4 separate regions of the Mus musculus genome follow, and all the other regions are linked to region 1. The links are chromatin contacts, called in public Hi-C and promoter capture Hi-C maps. All regions are on one chromosome and are shown on one strand. The core of a region is the stretch at or near the end of the contact, and the rest is flanking DNA. Distances in the headings are between cores, read along the strand shown. Region 1 holds the start of Siae (sialic acid acetylesterase). Region 2 holds the start of Zfp202 (zinc finger protein 202). Region 3 holds the start of 4933422A05Rik (RIKEN cDNA 4933422A05 gene). Region 4 holds the start of Srpr (signal recognition particle receptor ('docking protein')).

Evidence for each region. Promoter capture Hi-C pulls out the DNA fragments that hold promoters and counts their contacts. Hi-C and Micro-C count contacts between places; a contact is called where the count stands out from the background. Capture Hi-C pulls out chosen DNA fragments and counts their contacts.
Region 2: a promoter capture Hi-C map of embryonic stem cells shows a contact between it and region 1, with 5 times the contacts expected there. The contact joins the promoter of Zfp202 here to the promoter of Siae in region 1. A contact is called at or near these places in 5 of 39 promoter capture datasets (the HPC-7 cell line, cranial neural crest, embryonic stem cells and 2 more) and 1 of 115 datasets of contacts at active chromatin or transcription factors (astrocytes).
Region 3: a promoter capture Hi-C map of liver shows a contact between it and region 1, with 5 times the contacts expected there. The contact joins the promoter of 4933422A05Rik here to the promoter of Siae in region 1.
Region 4: a contact with region 1 is called in a Hi-C map of B cells, with 7 read pairs. The contact joins the promoter of Srpr here to the promoter of Siae in region 1. A contact is called at or near these places in 3 of 39 promoter capture datasets (cranial neural crest, liver and pre-B cells), 1 of 484 Hi-C or Micro-C datasets (B cells) and 1 of 9 other capture datasets (liver).

What each region holds. Positions count from the first base shown.
Region 1 is chr9:37,612,549-37,615,275 of GRCm38.p6, reverse strand. Siae (sialic acid acetylesterase) reads right to left here and starts at 1,455. Exons shown (of 10, transcript NM_011734.4): 1 at 1,350-1,455. The coding sequence starts at 1,416. It overlaps Spa17 (sperm autoantigenic protein 17), which reads left to right and starts at 1,556. Exons shown (of 5, transcript NM_011449.2): 1 at 1,556-1,720.
Region 2 is chr9:40,190,858-40,193,593 of GRCm38.p6, reverse strand. Zfp202 (zinc finger protein 202) reads right to left here and starts at 1,278. Exons shown (of 7, transcript NM_030713.2): 1 at 1,157-1,278.
Region 3 is chr9:35,279,702-35,282,401 of GRCm38.p6, reverse strand. 4933422A05Rik (RIKEN cDNA 4933422A05 gene) reads right to left here and starts at 1,297. Exons shown (of 5, transcript NR_040715.1): 1 at 1,196-1,297. It also overlaps the pseudogene Gm5614.
Region 4 is chr9:35,209,812-35,212,682 of GRCm38.p6, reverse strand. Srpr (signal recognition particle receptor ('docking protein')) reads right to left here and starts at 1,480. Exons shown (of 14, transcript NM_026130.1): 1 at 1,278-1,480; 2 at 608-691; 3 at 172-335. The coding sequence starts at 1,394. It overlaps Foxred1 (FAD-dependent oxidoreductase domain containing 1), which reads left to right and starts at 1,628. Exons shown (of 11, transcript NM_001291448.1): 1 at 1,628-1,876; 2 at 2,518-2,738. The coding sequence starts at 1,792.

The DNA.
Region 1 (2,727 bases), core at 206-2,705:
AATATTCCTTACATGGGCAACAATGTTGCAGTCCATAGGATGGGGAATGCCTTCCCAAGCCCTTCTGTGTTTGCCAACATTCAGTTATAGAAGCTCTTTGTGAATGGATTTATGGTGAGAAAAAAAAAATTTAGAGGTGGAAATTATCTTTATAATAAACGTGTTAATTGTGTTACTACCGATGAAGAGATATAACCTAACCACATTACCCATCAAGGGACTAGAGCACAAATAGATTAAGCAATTTTAAAGAATAATTAGAACAGCTATGAATTCAATGAATATCTCTTTAATGATACCTAGTACTTTACACATTGAGACTGCAACCCTGGAAGGAAAAATAATTCCAATAGTAGATAAAAATTCTTGCTGCCAAGGATCTTACAATCTACTAGGAGCTTACTCGTGTAGCAGAGTTCTTAAGAAAGAAGACAGTAATGTCCTTGACAGGCCTCAGAAGGTAGTTTATGACAGAATGAGAATCAACGTCATCTAATTCCAAAGGAATTGCAATTTCATTTTTGCTGTGAGGATAATGGTAATGGGACCACAAATTCCTAGCACTCCAGCCAAGAGCTTTATCACTGAGCTATATTCTCATCCCCCCCCCCAAATTTCATTTATTGACAGTCTATGGATGAGGTCCACTCTTTCAGTGATACAAAGAAAAGAAGGGTGGGTGGCTCCAGCAGTAACCTTTTACTTTAAGTGAATAGATTCCTATCTTTTGATATCTCCATGCAGAGGGCAATGTCCAGCTCAGGTTAGTCAGATGACAAGCTCTGACCTGCACAATGGCCAGTGTGAAATAGCTCCCTCTCCAGTGTGATGAGTCTTACCCCTCCACTAGTATCTCTTAGGCTGTATCAAAATTCAGAGCTGAACCTTAAATTATTCTGAGCTAGTGAGGGGGTTGTATTTCTTAGCCCTAATAACCACTTAGAAACTAGTAAAATTTAATTCCCTCAAGGCACCCATCCCGACAGAAGCCCTCCCCAAGGGCACTACTGAGGGGGCAGGTGTTGAAGTATTTTGGATGACTCAGACACCTGTTTCCAAATATTATCTAACTAAGCTTCGCCCCCTTCTCTTTGAGCTCTCCTCAAGGCTTCGGTCTGGGGACTCTGGAGCCTATTCCAATGGGTAAACCGAAGTCTCTCCCTGCCTCCTATGCTGCAAATGAGGTACCCTGCATGAAAAAGGCAGTAGATGGGCCCAACAGTACCTTGAGCCAGAACTAGGTGCGAAAAGTCCAGTTCTGACTCAAACCAGACCTTTAAAGGGGACGCATGCCATGATCCTGCAGAAGATCTGAAAGGCAAGGGTCCGGCACAGCTGTGACACCTCACCTGCACTTCTGCTGACTCGCGCGATTATGAGCAGCACTATCCCAAACACAGGCCCCGGGGAAACCATGTTTGTGAAGATCCTGATTAACCCGCCGAATTCAGGAAGAGCCCCTATGCGGGGGCGGGGACAGGGCAGAGGCGTGGTCTTGCGTAGTGGGCGGGGCCTGGGAGGGTCTACCTATCGGGCCCCACCCTCAAGCCTTCAGTACGCGAAACCATCAGCGGCGCGGCGCGGCGCGGCGCAGGGCGCTCCCCTCCCGGCCTCCGTAGTTAAAAAAAAAAGAAAAAAGAAAAAAGAAAAAAAAAAACGGTTACCCAGCAACGAGATAAAACACTGGAACCATCCGCACCAGCTTGAAGAGAAAGAAGAGGTGAGGCAGTTTCCCCCACTCCCTCTCCAATGTGGAGGCTTCGCCATTTTCCTTCGTGCCGTAGTCTCTCCGCATCTCCAATACTCCCGCAACTCCTGGACCAGACAGAGAGCCTGGCAAGCCCTTTCTCGGAGAATCTGGAACGCTAGGTCTTTGGCGTCCCGCCCACGGTTTGACCTGCTTCCCCTCGACAGCCTGTCCTCCCCCGCCCGGTTCAGGGCTTTACACAGCTCTCAAGATTCGATATCTAATCTGCTGTTTGTGGCCAAAAGAGAGAAAGGGAAGAGACTCCACAGGTTAGGCCTTGTTAAACCTCTAGTCCTCCAGCCTCGACCCCAACCAGCGCCGCCTTTGTGCTTCTTGGGGGAGGCAGAGGGAGCACACGCCCAGACCCGAAGCTCTCTTTTCTCAATAATCAAATCCTATGTCAGCCACCTTTAAGCCAGTCCTCGAATAATAAGATAAAAGAAGGCCTGAGAAAACCAGAAAATAAGATTCCCCAAACATCAAAAGCTGACTCCCAAATACACGACCTCCCCTTTCACAATCCCTCATCAGAAAGCAGAGGCACTTGAGAACATGCTTCAAAAGTTGGGGCTGAAAAACAAGTGAAACTATTCAACAAATTATAATAATTTCTAGAACGACTAGATTTTTGTTTGCTTGCTTGCTATTTGTTTGATTTTTGGGTTTTTGAGGCAGGGTTTCTCTGTTTAGCCCCTGGCTGTCCGGAAACTCACCCTGTAGACAAGGCTGACCTTGAACTCACAAAGACCCACCTACCCTTGCCTCCCAAGTACTGCACTTGAAATAGTTTCTTCTCAGCAATGTAAAGGGGATTGTTTATACCAGCTTCTCAGCAATCATTGTCTCTTCAATACTGTGGGCTTGCAACATCTACCCTCACCTCTTAAGGACAGAAAAACAAAGTACTTAATCTAGTGAAAACTGTGGTTCTCTAACTTTGAAAATATGTATTTGTCTAATTTAATGGATCTGGATTTATG
Region 2 (2,736 bases), core at 29-2,528, 2.6 Mb before region 1:
GTCAGCAGCTGTCTTAGAAGAAAAATGTACTGCCTTCCTCCTAACCCTTTTATGTTAGGCAGCAATAGCAGAAAGTGACTCAAGATATTTGATGGCCTCCAAATATCCCACTGTCACTTGCTTCTCCTAGCAAGCTTCTCACAGCCATCCTGACACTTCATTGAAACTGTTTTCTGGATTAAGGTCCATGGGGCTGCTTCAAAGAAAAAGCTGCACAGAGAGATGCCTTGTGACTTCGTTGCCCCAAGCTTTCCCTACTGCCTTTCACCTGTAGACTATGGACAGAATAACCTGACAGCAAAACCCTAGATGTGGCACTCCTAACCACGACCAAGACGATAAGCTGGACCTAGAGATCTCCCTTTGGGGAGTTCTGCACAGAGAAAAGACAGCGCTATCCATGTGTAGAATACGAGACAGCCACAGCCCAGGGGAAAGTGTGTGAGAGGACCAGGTCGGCCATGGAATAAAAAACTAGCAAACTTTCAGTCCACTATGGAAAGTCCCGCAGATGGTGAGATGAGCTGGAGAAGAGGTCCCCGAGCTGGTTGTCAGGGGTAGGAAGAAAGAAGTTCAGACAGTGCAGACAGTAGCCTCTAGCTCTACAGGGAAGTTCTGAGCCTGTCACTAAGCCAGGTGAGAGCCACACGCTAGACGGCCAAGGACTGGCAAGGATCACAGGTGATAAGATCGCATGTGAAGGGGGCGGGGTTCGCTGGGAAGGAGGGAAGGCAAAACCTGCAGGGAGGGCTCTGGAGCAATGTGCGATGCAGAGTGAAAAGTCTGAAGAGAGGGGAAGGTGGGCGTCAAGGGGCCTAGGCTACACCCCACTGGCTTCTAGCGCACCGGAGCGGTTGGTATGGACGCAATCCGAGGGGCACAGTGCATGTCCGCAGGCCCCCAGAGGGGGCGGAAGGAGGTGGCTGGGCAGAGAAGCCTGGAGTGCCACCCTTGTCTCCGGACGTCCCGGCTCTGGCCGCGAGGAGGTGACATGGTTACAACGCCCAGGCCGCGGGGACCCCGCCGCCACCCCTTCCCTGGCAGGCGCTGTCCCCCGGCGCCGGGGGGGCGGGGTCTGCTGCCCCTCCCAATGCTCCTGCCCTTCCCTCCCCGCCCGCTGCGGTGCCCGCTCGCCGGCCAGGTCCCCGACACTCACGTCTCCCGCGGCTCCGGCGGCTCCTCCCCTGCCCGGTGCTCCCCCACCCACTCCCGGCCGAAAGAGCCGAGCGGGATCCGAGTCGCGCGGGGCCCAGCGGGTCGGAACACGTGGGTCCTCTGCGCCCGGAACCGGAAGCGACCACTCGCCCCACCTCCAAGGGGTGCTGGAGCCTGTCTAGGCTGTAGGAGGTTTGGTCCACTCGTTGTGTTCCTGTTGGTCGAAGCCTGGGGCTTCTCCAGTGAGACCCATGCCGGGAAGCATTCCCTGGACTGCTGCCCTCTATGGCCAGTCCCCTTTGCGGCAAACCCATCACCTTCCTAGGCGTGGTATTCATTGTCCACTTCCTACAGGGTTTTGTTTTCATCTTTCATGTTGGTTTTGGTATCTACATCTCCACAAGAGAATCCCCTCCTTCCCACGCAGTTTTCTTTTCCTTCAAGCATGGAAGAATAAAAAAAGAAAGGTTTAGATTTGAATGCTGGCTCCTTCATGCACAGCTGTTGCCGGGCCGCCAGAACATCTGCCTGTCAACTCTGTCCGTCTTGAAAAAACACAAACTGTTGGTCTTAGAACTAAAAACTGGAAGGTAGACTGAAGCTCAGTAAGGAAATGGTGGTGTTGTCTATTAACCTTTGTGTGCTATTTTGGTGCCTCTTTGCCACTGTCTTCCCTGATCTAAGTTGTTCATTTTTGTCTTTGTCCCTAACACTTCTATAGTCCATCTTGCCCTGAATGTCACATGGTGACATGTGCAAGTCTTCTCCTTTCAGCCATTTCTTGAAAACCGTTTCCGTTCATGGGACAAACTGCTCGAGACTGCTTAGCATACTTTGAACTGGACATGTTAATTGCTTTTGCTAGAGAGGCAGCTGTGTTCTGCAGAGGGTGTTACAACACCCTTGATCAAAGCTTTGTTGAAGCCCCAACTGGAAGACTGTTCTTCGGTCAAAGGAGTGGATGGAGTCTACCTCTAGCCTGGCTGAAGACCGAGCAATCGTGAGATTTAATCCAGTTGTGCCCAGCCAATCACCTGACCACCCCACCAGAATGCAAGTTCACTTAATACCGTGGTAAAAGACATGGGAGTTGGTGACGGTATCCCTTTAATGAGATAGATAATGTACTTTTTCAGAAACCTGATTCTGTTCAGTTCAGGCAGTCAGTGCCAGAATGGGCAGGTCTGTCTGCCCTTCTGAGTCCTGACTAAGGTATACTTTTCCCCTCCTCCTCCTCTTCCTCTTCCTGTTCCTCTTCCCCCTCCTCCTCCCCTTCGTTTTTTTTTTTTTTTTTTTTTTTTTTTTTTTTTTTTTAAATCTTTATCTGAGGACACTGGACAGAGCCAAAGTATGCTTTTTCTGTTACTTGGAGCCTTTCTATTATTTTCTGAAGTATCCCTCCCTCTGCTGCACTATGTGACTGCTTACAATGACAGGTTTGTTTTCTTCCTCTTGTCCATTTTCTTTTTCTAGGCAGGGGCTGAAACTGAAATTTAGTTTGCCTGCTCTGTTTTTTTTTTGTTTTTTGTTTTTTGTTTTTTGTTTTGTCTAATAAAATTGTCTTTGAGGTTTCTTCTTAGT
Region 3 (2,700 bases), core at 48-2,547, 2.3 Mb after region 1:
GGTCTGGGAGACTTACAAGTGCTGATGGTAGACAGTCTCAAAGCTTTAAGGACAAGTATCTATGGTTTGTGTTAGTTAGTAGTTGCTGAGAAAAAGAAGAGTTGACAAAATAAACTCATCCACACAGGAACACCTTCATATTACAAGGTGTGGTGGTTTGAAGATGCTTGGCCCAGGGAGTGGCAGCCACTATTAGGCATGGCCTTGTTGGAGGAAGTGTAGGGGTGGGCTTTGAGACCCTCATCCTTGCTGCTTGGAAGACAATCTGATGCTTTCTAGGAGTGGTGGATCTGAAGGAGAAGGGAGGTGGGATGGAGGGACTGGGAGGAGAAGAGGAAGGGGAAACTATGGCTGAGATGTTATATATGAGAGAAGAGTAAGAAAAAAGGATATGAGAGTGGAAAGACAGAACTGTTGGGAGTGAGAAGTAAATAAAAGAAGGGGATGCTGGGAGAACATGATCAAAATATCTTACATTCATGTATGAAATGAATAAATTTAAAATATTGTAAAATAAAAGAAAGGATGAAGCTTCCTGTCCCGGCCGCCATCGGAGAGCAGCAGCCATGGCTCTGTGCTACCCCATGGCCGTGGGCCTCAACAAGGGCCACAAGGTGACAAAAAATGTCAGTAAGCCGAGACACAGCCGGCGACGTGGGCGCCCCACCATACACACCAAGTTCGTGCAGGACATGATCCGGGAGGTGTGCGGCTTCGCGCCCTACAAGCGGCGAGCCATGGAGTTGCTCAAAGTGTCCAAGGACAAGCGCGCACTCAAGTTCATCAAGAAGAGAGTGGGCACGCACATCCGCGCCAAGAGAAAGCGGGAGGAGCTGAGCAACGTGCTGGCAGCCATGAGGAAGTTGGCGGCCAAGAAGAATTGATGAGCCCTCCCCCAATAAAAGATGGTTCCTACAAAAAAAAAAAAAAAAAAAAGATGAAAAGGGGGAAAGCAGGGCTGAAGAGATGGCTCGGTGATTAAGAGTACTGATTGTTGTTCCAGAGGTCCTGAGTTCAATTCCCAGAAACCATAGGGTGGCTCACTACCATCTATAATCATTGCTGGTGAGAATATATATTAGTGCATTCAGAGTGGAAATCAAATCAACATGGATGTTCCTCAAAAAAAAAAAAAAAAATAGGGTGCTGGAAAGATACCCAAGGGTTAAGAGCATTAGCTGTCCTTCTACATGACCTAGGTTCAATTCCAGTCTGCATGTGAGAGACCAAATCGTTTGGGTTCAGACTCCATCTTAGAAAACCTAACCTAAGGTTGAACGTGAGTTATTAACCAACTGGCACCTAGCACCAGTTTCCAGGTTACCAGATTCCAACCCCACCCCCACCCCCTTCCACAAGACCTGTGCCTAGTACCAGTTTCCAAGTTATTCCCCAACAAATCTGTTTCTCCAGATTAAAAGCCTGCCCCTAACAAACACCTCACTTCTTAGCAACCACCAAACAGGAAGAAAACAGAAGTTAAGTTTATGATTTGGTTCCCAGTACCAGCCAATTATGTTAAAGGTTATAATGGCTCCCCAGTCAGATAGTCCCTTCTTGCTTCTATCATGCTTGCCTAAAACTAGGCTCAGGGCTCCACCTTCCTACTGTGCAAGGGATGCCTGGGAGCCCAAGCTCCAGCTTGAATAAGGAGACGCTAATGCAACTGCATTGGATTCAGCTCCTTGGTGATCTTTCGGGGGTTCACAAATGTTTCCTGGCATACATAACACATGATGTGAGAGAGCTATAGCGGAGCTTCAAGAGCATCATGCCCATGGCAGAGACACATGGGGATCTAGAGCTCAGAGAAACCAAGGAAAAAGACCAACTGTCATCAGCACACAGGAGGAGGGTGCCAAGCTCACCTGGATCTGCAGGTGAAAGTGGAGCTCAGCAGGGTGTCTGCCCAGAACCCTTCTAAAAGCCTGGATGTCAATCAAATGAGAAGGCATAGAAGGAGCTCTTGAAGCCCTGAGCAGGAGACCCAGTTATCAGATGTAAAGACACATGTAGTTTGAAGGCTGAAAATGGATTTGTGGGCTTAGGTAGAACATTCCCAGGCTGAAAAAAATCCCACATACCCAAGAGGCAAGTTACTGCTCTCAGAGTGGGCTTCGGGTGAGCCACCTGCCCCTCCAGACTCTGCAGTACTTCTCAGAGGCACAGATACATATCTCATAGAAGGCTAACAACAAAGCTGTACTTGGGCAGCTTTTTGGCATTTCCCATCACAAGTTCTCATTTTTAAATTATGTGCATGTATGACTTTAAGGGGGAAGAAAAGAGGGGGACACCATCTTCACACACTAGTTACATGATGTAACTGCTGTTGATCAACATTCTAACCCGGTGAAGTTCATGTTAGGCATGGCACAGGTTCCTCCAGTTTCTCAAACCATGCTAACAGATCCTCTTACTGTATCTGTGACAATTACAGATGTCACCTTATACAGCAAGACCCACTGCTTAAGCAGGCCAACCCAGCAAGGATCTGATAAATATTTAAACCCTTTCTAAGGTATAAGAGAACACAGAAAAGGGACTTCGTTGTTTTCCCTGCCTCAAACACTGCTGTGAAGAGAAGCTCCAACAGGGAAGTCCAGTTCTCTCTAGAAGATAGGCACAGCCTTGGTATGCCCTACATCCAGGCTGGCCTTTGGGCTGCTGCCTGGCTCCTGGGAGGTAGCAGTGCCTGAG
Region 4 (2,871 bases), core at 231-2,730, 2.4 Mb after region 1:
ACAAGAGGACAACTCTGACTTAAGAAAAAGATCCCACATATCAAAAGGACTATAAGAAACAAGCTACAAAATGTGACTGGTTTGAACCCATGTAAATATTGATGCGCCACCGACAGGCAGGCACTCTTAAATCATGAAAATTTTCCCTTTGAACGGAGGAAAGCCTCTCACCGAAGGAGCCGCAGGAAGTCATTTTGGAAATCAAATGTGCCATTCAATAGACTTAAAGCACTCTGTTGTTGGATCTCTGTGCGATACTTATCCCGGAACAGTCGGTGCACATCATCTATCAACTTGTCTACATAGGTCAGCGTGAGGATCTTCTGAAAGCCAACCTGTTTATGGAAGGAGACGGAGCCAATAGATCTCCTTACATGCCAGCCCAGAATGGAAGGAAGCCAACTCAACCCAAGCCTCCAGAGATAGGTTTCCTGCCCCGGGAGAGCCAAGCTTACAATCTTACCCAGAAGTCGCTTGCTTTCTCCCCTCCACATTCCTAACTTTTTTCTATCACTTTATCACATACACAATACCCACAATTAATTAGGTTCATCAGTGGGGATGCTGTTGAGAACATAACTTGTCTTTCTAACATACCCCCACTTACCACAAACACCAGCTCAAACTGGTTGTCCAGTTTATACTTGAGTGTGAGAGCCTCATGAGTGAAAGAGTTGTTACCGCCCCGTTCCTGGAAAAAGAGCGTTTCAGCAGTCAGGCTACATCCACAGCAAAACCAGACTTTGGACTACGTTTGGGAAATAACCAGATATAATCCTGCCCTCAACAAGGGAGTTCTGGGACATTTCTAGCACCCCGTGAGAAAAAAAGACAGACAGACAGACACCAGGTAAGGACAAGGGGTAAAGCTGGGACAGGAGACAGGACACGTGGGAGCCAGGAAGTAAACAGTCATATATAAACAATCAGATCTTCTAGCAGCTGTGAACCATCTACTGTTCCTGAAAGGTGTTCTCGCATCCACAGTTTCACCCAACGTCAAAACAGCAGAAAACCACGCTGCTCGGATGAGTGGAGAGGGAGTTCGAGTCCATTAGGACGCCAGAACGTGGCTAGAGCCCCGGAAACGGGAGGAGTGGGGGGCGTCGCAAAGTTTCGGGATACTGTGATCCAGGCAAGGAAGTCGATCCTGGGTGGCCGGTAACCGACCAGTTTGAGGAGATCAGAACGGAAAGTGCGGAGTGACTACTGGAAAGGGGACCACAGTCTGGGTCTGAGGGACGACAGCCCGGAGTTCTGCCCCGCGGGGGTGGTACCTGCAGCAGTACGGAACGAATCAACGCGTTGACGGGCCCGGTGCACGAGTCGCTCACGCCCTGGAAACACCAGAGCACAAGCCCGCCCTTCGAGAAGATGGTGAAGAAGTCAAGCATGACGGAAGCGGGAGAAGACTTGAGGCCGAGACCGGGGCCGGGAACTCGGGCCGCGTCCGCCGCCGCCGCTTCCTGCTGCGCCAAGCGCGGGACACGTCACACCAGCAGCCCCCGGAAACCGGTTCAGCCGCACTTCCGCTACGAGCCTCCGTGGTCCCGCCCCTTTCCCGCTCAGGGCGCGCGAGATGACGTAGACTCAAGCCTGACCAATAGCACACAGGGGCGGGACTCCAGAGGCGATAGCTCCCCTATAGCGTGGAGGGGTGGAGCCTGAAGAGCACTGCCGGCTAATCGGCGCGTTCGTGTCTATTCCCCGTGGCGCGGACCGATGACAGGAAGGACAGAGTCGGCTTGAGGGGAACCCACCTCAAGCTGAAAGAAGCCGGGCTCTAAGGCCATGTTTCGCAGAGCGCTGCGTCTTGGCTTGGGCCCGGGCCTCCCATACCGGGGGCTACGCACACGCAAAGGAGGCTTTACTCTGGGTAAAGCTGAGGGCAGCAGTGGTTCTGGGGAGCCCAAACCCTCCATAGATGTGACCTTCAAGGTTCGACCCCCTGCCTCGTGCGGGCGGGACAGCGAGTTAGCTGGGGGAAGGGGTAGGCTTGCCTACTAAAGGTCAAAGAGCCGAGGCAAGTGTATGGCTCTCAAGGAGGCACTTCCCAGTGGACAATGCCATATAAATGGAAGCTTGCTGGCGATGATGGATAAGGATAAGAAACCATTACAAAGGTGCCCGGCTTTAGAAGGCTGTGCAGTATGAAGTATACTAGGGACTCGTTCCCTGGGCCTGGCATATCTGAGAATGGGGTTCAGGAGGGAGAGAGATCTGCAAGAGCTAAATAATGTGAGTCACATCTCGCTTGATGGGGAAACAGAAAGTAATTTCAGGAAGTTGAATCTTCCAGTGTTAGAGATCCATGATATTGGGGCCTGGTGGGACAAAGACCAAACAACAAAGTTCTAACAATACTGCTGCATATGAGTTGATCTTATGAGAAAGGATGACATTGGAGGTGTGGCAATCCAAATGCCTATTTCAGCCCCCCTTTTCCTGTACCCATCCTCCAACCCCCAACCACGCAGAAAAGAACATAAGTCATCTAACTGTAACTATGTCCTGCAGACTGGGATGCAAAGGTGTCTGACTTTAAGAAGAAGGTTGATTCCATCCTGCCTGGAAAGAAATATGAAGTGCTGTATGACACCAGCCACCTGCCCCCAGAACAGGCGGATGTGGTCATCATAGGAGGTGGGATTCTTGGTCTGTCTGTGGCCTTTTGGCTGAAGAAGCTGGAGAGTAGAAGAGGTGCCATTCGGGTGCTGGTGGTGGAGCAGGACCACACGGTGAGGTCAGGGAGTAAGGGCAGTCATCTTATTGAGGACACAGACTGTGGCATTGAGGGCAGGGACTGTGCTTTGGACTTTGGAGCTTAAGAAATAGTTCCAGGCTCTTCCTCCCTCAACAAAGACCCGCAGC